3 separate regions of the Mus musculus genome follow, and regions 2 and 3 are each linked to region 1. Evidence: chromatin contacts called from public HiChIP or PLAC-seq and promoter capture Hi-C data. All regions are on one chromosome and are shown on one strand. Each heading gives the region's core, a stretch centred on a gene start, on an enhancer-like site or on the middle of the called end of the contact. The rest is flanking DNA. Distances are from core to core; before and after follow the strand shown.

Region 1 (2,700 bases), core at 75-2,574:
TTAAAGGAACCAGGCATGGTGGTTTAATGCCTTTAATCCAGCAGTTGGGAAGGAGGCAGAGGCAGGAGGATCTCGAATCGAAGTCCAGCCTGGCCTACAGAGTGAGTCCCATGGCAGCCAGCGCTGTGTGTAATGAGACCCTGTTTTAAACACAGACACACAGTATCCCAAGAATAAAAAAGAGCTGCTACACAGGTGAAAAGTGTGGTGTCTAATCCCCCTACACACCCCCTCCCTGGGGGAGGAACATCTTTTTCTCTGGGAATTTGAGTATCTGTGTGTGCTGTGGCATGTGAGCAGAGAAAGCTGGTGTGTGTGTGTGGGGGGGGGGGGGCGTCTTCCAGTGTCATCAGGTTTGATGACTACTGGTTTCAATTTCACTGCTTCTGCTCCAAATGTTTATTAACCACTATGATAACCCTTCTAGATGGCAACCATGCATTTAATTAGTAGGCCAGATTGTATGTGACTGCACACAACCTTTTCTTTCTGTTCAAGTTCTAATAACAATGCTCTATACTTGCCCTTCCCCCAAACAGAACTATTATAGAGTGGTCAGAGTCCCATGATCGAGGATATGGAAAATTTCAGACTGCTAGAATGGAAGATTTCACATTTAATGACTTGCATATTAAACTTGGCTTTCCTTACTTATACTGTCACCAGGGAGACTGTGAGCATGTTGTTGTCATCACAGACATAAGGTACGTGACATCATTCAGAATATTTTACCTTGAAGATGTCTTTTTAATAAAAGTGAGTTGGGGGGAGGAGGAGGATAGCTGCATGCGCTGGCTGGAGTGGAGAGGCCAGGGGACTATGCGGAAGCCTCGCCTGGCCTGGCCCCATGTGGTCCTGACAGTGAGCTCAAGTAATCACACTTGTCAGCATCTACTTTTCTGTCTCTCTAACAGTGCAAAAGTGTAATTTACCAGCGTGGTTCACAAATGTATACTTTCTATGCAGCTGGAAATGGGAGACAAATTTTTAAGGAAAACTTACACTAGACATGCTAGTGTGGGCCTATAATCCCAACACTTGGGAAGCAGAGGCAGGCTGATTTCTGTGAATTGTAGGCCAGCCTGGTCTATGTATCATGTTCCAAGTCAGGCAGAACTACATAAGAGAGAGGATTGAAATCCTATAATTTTTAAGTTTCTCAATTTAATCGAAAGCTTAGTCCTTCTATAGTGGGAAGTTGAATAACCAATTTTCAAACAATTGAGTAGTTTAGAATTGAAGGGCTGAGGAAATGGCGCACACACACAGGCATGTAGAGAATCTTGTGCACCTACCCCAGACCAGACACAGAGAGCCCAGAGAGCATTCCACAAACAGCACTGCTGTGTTAAACTCTGATGGTGGAATACATTCAAAAACAAAACACTATATGCAGGAATTCTTAGAATGTCACAGCATGGTAACAAAGGGAATTGAGAAATCAGCTCTGTATTCATTCTGAAAAGCTCTCTGGGCAAAGTGTTCAGTGATGCAGGTGATTGCCTGTTAGTCAGCAAGCTAGACAAGGCCTCTGCGACTAAGCTACAGCCCCAGCAGTGGGTATTCTGTAAGATACTGCCTGCGTAAATGACAGGTCAGCCATGTTGCAGTAATGTTGCTGGAGAGCAGGTCGAGGTGCATTTCAGCATCTTCATGTGTTTTCCTCATCAAAGGCTTGTGCACCATGACGACTGCTTGGATAGAACACTGTATCCCCTTCTTACCAAGAAGCACTGGCTGTGGACCAGAAAATGTTTTGTCTGTAAGATGTATACAGCTAGGTGAGTGACGCTTTTTTCCTTCTAAACACCCTGGTTTTCACAGTAATTTAGTACTCTGGAGGTCTGTAGATTTAGCCGTCATGGTTTTATCTCCTAGAGTCAGTGTTGCAGTCAGTGCAGTTTGCTTAAAGTTAGCATATTGTTTTGTACAGACTTGAACCCAGAGCCAGCTGCCTGCTGGTGAGCACATGCACACTAGGTTATACAGGGAAACACACAGGAAGTGCAGAACAGACTTGGCGGCTGTAAGGAGCCGTGCTTCTTGCCTGTCATTACAAAATCACTTTTATCTCAGTTTTCAATACAGAAATAACCAGCATATATATAAAGCCAATTAGAAATTAGGTTTTCTGTTTTGATCAGTCACTGTGACACAGATCTGGGAGGCAGGAGGAGTTTGAATGTAATGGACAACAGGATACAAAGTGAAAAGCTGGAGCATAGGACATGGTAGAAGGCTCACATGTGCAGGGGGCATGTGCAGAAGGCATGTGCAGGCTCTTTAGTCAGTCTTGACTAAAGACTCAGCCCCTTTAAAAAGGTCAGGTCTCATGTAGCCTGAGCTGACTGTCCTCCTCAAACCTTGAATTTCTGCCTTCCCCTGCTGATTCTTATTATTAATCAGAGCCCAGAAGTTTGGAAACTACTCAGAAATAGTTGAGTATCTTCAGTTGGCTTTGAGTTCCATATCATAGTATTTATCTAAAGGATTAGGAAAATAGAAATGATACCAAAATGAAAATCCAGAAATTGGTTCAGATTTTCAGAAAAGACTAAAATAAGAGAAACTTACTAAAGATTGTGATTTCATGTGACCAGTGACATCCGAATGTATGAAACAATCTCAGGTGAATAGGATAGCCCAAACTGCCATGATTTTATCCTCAAACTCAATTAAAATGCCTGCATTTCCAAACTG
Region 2 (2,700 bases), core at 155-2,654, 33 kb before region 1:
GAGAAGCTGAAGCTCTTTAGCCACTGAGAGACATCTCTCCAGTCCTGCTTGTTGTTTAGGAGACAGGAATTCCTGTATCCCAGGCTTGCTTCAAACTCCCTCTGAAGGTGATTATGACCTTGAACTTCTGGTCCTCCTGCCTCTCCCTTGCAAGTGCTGGGATTATTGATCCCAGGACTTCATGCATGTGAGCCAAGTATTTTATCAGTTGAGCTGCAGCCCAGTCCATCCAATGAGTTTCAATAAATAAAATATATAATATCCATGCAATACAATTAAATTCAACCAAAAAGGGGGGGGGGATGAAGTACTGAAATTTGCTGCAAAGTAAAAATATTGTACAATATTATAGAAACCTATTGTAAAGGTCATATATGATTACATTTATATTACATGTAGAAAATAAACTGGGTGTGGTGGGACATACCTTTAATCCCAGGACTCAGGAGGCAGAAGCGGCTGTGAATTCAAGGCTAGACTGTTCTACGTAGTGATATCCTATTTCAAAAAGCCCAGATAGCAAACCTTTACAGACGTAAAGCCTGAAAAGTGTTGGCTAAAGTTGGAAGGATTGGGAGTCATAACTAAAAGCAACCTTTTCACGAGTGGTGAAAATGTTCTTAAACTAATGGTTGCCCCATTGTGAATATACTAAAAGCCACTAAAGGAATAGTTCCAATGGCTGAATTATACAACATGTGTCACAGGACAATCATACAAGCCAGGGATTGTTCAGCACACCCTGCTATGATATTTGGAACAGCTGAGCGATGGCCAAGCTTCAGAAACATCTAGGCTCACTGGGTTTCAAGCTACTTCCATTTCCTAGTTTACCGGTTTACTCCTTTAACAATCACATTCGGCTCTCTCCCCGGAAAAGTGGTGACTTTTCAAAATATATACATATGGCTAAGAATGAATTTGTGTGTTGCATAGCCGACGTTCGATAAGCTCTATCGTGCAGGTAGGTATACAAAGGCACGCATACAAACACACACCGTGCCTTTCAGAAGATTCTGGACGAACCAGTCTCAGTGCCCCTTGTCCTTCAGGATTCTCTCTAGGATAGGAGGAACCGCAGAGCAGCTCGCAAAACCAGTGGACAAAAGTCCCGCCCCTACGAACCAGATTTGAGAAAACTATGAGATGGGGACCCAATGATTGAGTCTTTAGGTAATTGTGGGTCCCAATACCAGATCAGCTCGGAACACAGCGAGCCGCACAGCCCTCGGACAAGTCCAGAGAACAATGCATCCAGCCCGGCCCACAGCGACCGAGCCGCGCCCAGGCGGTAGCCAGCCTGCTGGGAAATGTAGTTTCTGAAGCACAGCTCGCGCAACCGCCCGCCACCCCGGAGCTCTGCAAAACTACAAATCCCGTCACGCCCCGCGACGCCCTCTCGCCAGCTTTTGCCGGAAGGGATCGTGGCTGACATGGCGGAGGACCTGCAGGGCGGCGGTGCGGGTGGCCCACAGCACCCAGTCCCCAGTGCGAGCCACAGCAGCTTTCCGGAATACGAGCTTCCCGAGTTGCACACGCGCGTGTTCCATGTGGGCTCCTTTGGGGAGCTATGGCGTGGCCGGCTAGGGGCCCAGGATTTGTCGCTGAGCGAACCGCAGGCAGCCGAGCAGCCGACCGACGGAGGGGCATCCAACGACGGCTTTGAGGATGCTGCAGTAGCCAGCGATCTGGGCTGCAGTCTGGAGGCAGCAGCAGAGCTGAGGGTCGTGTGCGGGTGAGTGTGCGGCTTCGGGGTTTTGCGTGGATCCCGCAGGGCTCAGCCTCGTCCCTGCGCTTCTCGGAGACCCTTAACCTTCGTCCCCCTAAACCCTTTCCGGAAGGCCGGAAGAGATCCTTGGGTCCAAAAGCACTTTCCTGAGGGGTGGATCCAGTAACGGGACACTACAAATGCACGAAAGACTTCTATTCTTGATCTTTAAAGTGCTTGTTGAAGTAACAGCGGTATATATCTGTCATTGATATTTGGACAATGGAAGTACCTGAGGATGGAGGAGACTTAAACAGAGCCGGGTTGAAACCTTTATTAACCGTGGTTTCTAGCGGTCCTCATGAAAATGTTATTACTAAAATTTCCCTAAAAGTTTCTTACCTGGAAATAGAAATACAAAAACTAACTTGTAGCGGTCCTTCTCCTTTTGACAGTACTGGCTGTCCTCAAATGAACATACACCCTTTTCGGTATAACACTGGCACAAAAACCATTGTCTTGAATTCTGGCCTCTTTTGAGCTGCCTGCTGGATTTCATAAGACTTAATTATTCAATGATGTATTTAGGACAAGCTCTGACCCGCTGTTGAAAAATGCATGGCTGATCATAAATCGTTGCTTTTCCTTTCTCCCTTTCCCAACCTCCCTTTCTCTAAGCCTTGATAAACTGAGATGCCTCGGGGAAGATGAAGACCCGGAAGTCATCCCAGAGAACACTGACCTAGTGACTTTATGGTATGAGTTTTGTTTTGTTATATGCTATTTGTTTTGGTGCTGGAGATGAAACACGACCTACCACTAAACTACAGTTAGTCTTTCTGCTGTTTATCTGAACACTCTGAATGTTTTACTCCACCACTTAAAATTCAACCATTAGTTTGGTGTCCTGGCTTTTGGCTGTAATCCCAGCCCTCGGGAGGCTGAGTCAAAACTGATGTAAGTTAGAGGTTAGCCTTAGCTACCTAGTGAGT
Region 3 (2,700 bases), core at 143-2,642, 36 kb after region 1:
ACACCATTATAAACTAACAAAAAAAACCTATTTTTTTTTTCCTGAAAATGGAGCTCGGCTGTTTAATGTAACATCTTGAGCCCTTAGGACTTCTCCAGTTAGGTTAATCCAGTGTCCGGTCTACTTCTCCCTTTGGCTATGGAGAACAAAAAATGGAAAACAACATCTTCAAGGTCATAAAGCCAAAGACTGTGAATCTAAAGATCCAAATGAGCCGCCAACTGCAAATCGGTACGAAGCAACCTAAACCACAGCTGACATGCAAGGGCTTGGAGTCTGCATTTTTCGTTGACGCTTTGTATTTTGTTCAAAATTCCAAATTTTAAGGAAATGTCATGATTTCAACTCACAAAAATCCTACTTGATGATTTCGCCTCAATGAAACGTTAATTGAATGTCATCCCCAAAAACTGCTATATAGAACACCTGTCAGAGACTCAAAAAGGGAAACCGCCGCGGATATGAAGGAAAACCTAGAATTTTACAATTGTACGTGAGTATACAGAAAAAAAAAAAAAGAAAGAAAGCTAAAATGAAAGGTTCCAAGTAACGGTAAAGAGAAAAGGAGAGGAAGGACTGAAAGGAAGCCGAGAAGAAACGATGGGAGGCAGGCCGCACCGCTACACCGGGGCTACAAATCACTTACTCGAGCTGGCCAATGAGGATAACCTTTCATCTTGGCGAAGATGAGGTCTCCAGGTTTGAAATCGCGAGTCATGTTTGAGGGGCGACGCCGGGAGTCCCAAGACCAGAAGGGGGAGCAGCGCAGCCGCGATCAGGAGATGCGAGAGCACAGACGCGAGCTGGGACTGGCGGGCCCGCGGGCGGGGGAGGATGCCTCGGGGTGTCCCGACGCGCCTGCGAGGGACAGCAGGGAGGGCGGTTAAAGCGCAAACCCCAGGGAGGGGCCGCGGGGAGGAGGGCAGGGGGAGGGGAGGCGGCGGAGGGGGAGGGGGAGCCGCCTGCGCGCCTCCTCGGACAGAGCGCGGCCTCGGCCCCGAGCAGCGCCGGGGCCTGCGGTCGCGGCCACCTGAGGCAGGGATGCTGCCCGCCACCCGGCCGCCGGCCTCCCACCCCGGCGCTCCCAGGGCTTTTCCCACGGGCCGCAGCCCACGAGGGAGGGGCGCGGCGGGGAGAGGAGGGAGGCTGCGAGCGCGGCCGCCCGCTTCCCATCCGCGCCGAGCGGGGGCGGGGCGGCTCTCACCTGCCGGGCGGCGGCGCTGGGGCTGCGGGGCGCGCTGGCCGCTCCTGCCCACGTCCACGCCGGCCACCTGCGCCACCAGCTGCCGCAGAGGCGTCTCAACGGCTCCGAGCTGCAACCGCCACCGCCACCGCCACCGCCGCCGATGTCGCTACGCCGCTCCCGCGCGGCTCCCGCTCGGCGCCCGCTAGCGCTGGGCCGTACCAAGTGCTCGCGCAGGCACGGGTGGCGCTACAGCCGCCGAGCGTCGTGGCTCGGGAGCTGAGGGCCTGAGTCCCCTAGAGCCCACAGGTGCCCCTGGTTGCGACCAATTGCAAGCAGATGCCGTGGGAGGGGAGGGAGAGGGGAGGCCCGGAGAGAGGCACGCGGGAGCTGTCCCTCTCCTCCACCCCCCCCACGGCTGGCACAGTGGTCGCGCCCGGCCCGCCCCTGCTGGCTGCTCTGCGTGTGTGTATTTGTATGTGTACTGTATGTAAAAGACGGGGAGGGAGGAAACGATTGTTGTGGACCCGGTTTGGGGGCGGGTATCCGGGCCTGTAGCCCACGGCTGCATGTTTAAGAGAATGTGGCAGCCCAAGGTGCTTGTTCTCGCATCCTTCTCCTTGGTGCGAGTACTGTAGTGCTCCTGCGCAGTTTACATCATCCCCAAAATGAAGAGCTGTGCAAAATCCCAGAGATGAAATTGGAATATGAAGCAGTTGCAGGGTGTGCACCTTGTAGGCCTCTTACACCTCGCAGAATGGGCTTTGCAGTCTCCTTTTCTTGGGACTGAAACATGAGAAAGCCCTATTTCATTTCCCTGATATTTCAACCGCGGAGAACCGTTAACGAAAACACAATCCCATTGAATGCAAAACGTCAAGGATATAAAACAATGACAGAGAAAGCGTAGTTAGCTTGTTAGTTAGGATGTGGATTTGGGCCCAATCTAAATTTTAGCCCTGCACTTAAAATTCTATTTCCCTAGAAAAGTGATATATATGGTGGTAGGTGATACAGGAGAGAAGAGTTACTAACACCTAAATATTTCATCATTTAAAATTCTCTTAAAGGGTATTTAAAGGTGAACTTATTTTTGATCCTTTAGCCAGTGGATGCTTTTAATATTTTGTAATACACCTTCTGAAATGGGTTGACTTTTACGATCTTTACTCTAGCAGAACTAATATTATTTATCCATTAACATCCAGGTTCCCAATAAGTAAGGATGTGGCAAATTAGAAGACATTAAAGTATTAAGAAAAAATAAGTCTTTTGTTTCATCCTTCATTGAATCTCTCCAAAATCCTGTTTAGAATAGAGCACTGTTTGGTGTTGAATATACAGCTAGGAACAAGATTAGGTATTTCCTATATCAAACAGGCTAAAAATATTAAAGATATTAAGAATATTAAAATGTGTAAGCAATAATACTGCTTTAAATAAAGACTCACAGCTGAGACTCAGGAAGAGCTTTGTTTGAATAGGCAAAAATTCAGGGCTTTATTTATAAAAGGAAT

Evidence for each region. Promoter capture Hi-C pulls out the DNA fragments that hold promoters and counts their contacts. HiChIP or PLAC-seq counts read pairs in DNA pulled down with a chosen protein or histone mark.
Region 2: a contact with region 1 is called in an H3K4me3 HiChIP or PLAC-seq map of embryonic stem cells, with 29 read pairs. The contact joins the promoter of Snapc3 here to the enhancer-like site in region 1. A contact is called at or near these places in 1 of 39 promoter capture datasets (pre-B cells), 1 of 15 datasets of contacts at CTCF or cohesin (the NIH/3T3 cell line), 10 of 484 Hi-C or Micro-C datasets (the AML12 cell line, DN2 thymocytes, the STO cell line and 7 more), 5 of 115 datasets of contacts at active chromatin or transcription factors (the SCID.adh cell line, bone marrow-derived macrophages and embryonic stem cells) and 3 of 9 other capture datasets (adipose tissue, liver and pancreatic islet).
Region 3: a contact with region 1 is called in a promoter capture Hi-C map of embryonic stem cells, with 4 times the contacts expected there. The contact joins the promoter of Psip1 here to the enhancer-like site in region 1. A contact is called at or near these places in 15 of 39 promoter capture datasets (the C10 cell line, the HPC-7 cell line, cranial neural crest and 6 more), 24 of 484 Hi-C or Micro-C datasets (the Ba/F3 cell line, CD4 T cells, the G1E-ER4 cell line and 12 more), 8 of 115 datasets of contacts at active chromatin or transcription factors (the SCID.adh cell line, embryonic fibroblasts and embryonic stem cells) and 3 of 9 other capture datasets (adipose tissue, liver and pancreatic islet).

What each region holds. Positions count from the first base shown.
Region 1 is chr4:83,449,532-83,452,231 of GRCm38.p6, forward strand. It overlaps Snapc3 (small nuclear RNA activating complex, polypeptide 3), which reads left to right. Exons shown (of 9, transcript NM_029949.4): 7 at 540-704; 8 at 1,674-1,781. Among named protein-coding and RNA genes, the nearest start is that of Snapc3, 33 kb to the left of the region's middle. Within about 2 kb of position 1,325, at least 10 of the 459 cell types and tissues checked have an H3K27ac peak or open chromatin away from gene starts, as enhancers often do. A contact at or near this core is called in embryonic stem cells and trophoblast stem cells, where this site is marked.
Region 2 is chr4:83,416,320-83,419,019 of GRCm38.p6, forward strand. Snapc3 (small nuclear RNA activating complex, polypeptide 3) reads left to right here and starts at 1,405. Exons shown (of 9, transcript NM_029949.4): 1 at 1,405-1,735; 2 at 2,387-2,464. The coding sequence starts at 1,434.
Region 3 is chr4:83,485,071-83,487,770 of GRCm38.p6, forward strand. It overlaps Psip1 (PC4 and SFRS1 interacting protein 1), which reads right to left and starts at 1,393. Exons shown (of 16, transcript NM_133948.6): 1 at 1,205-1,393; 2 at 647-858. The coding sequence starts at 718.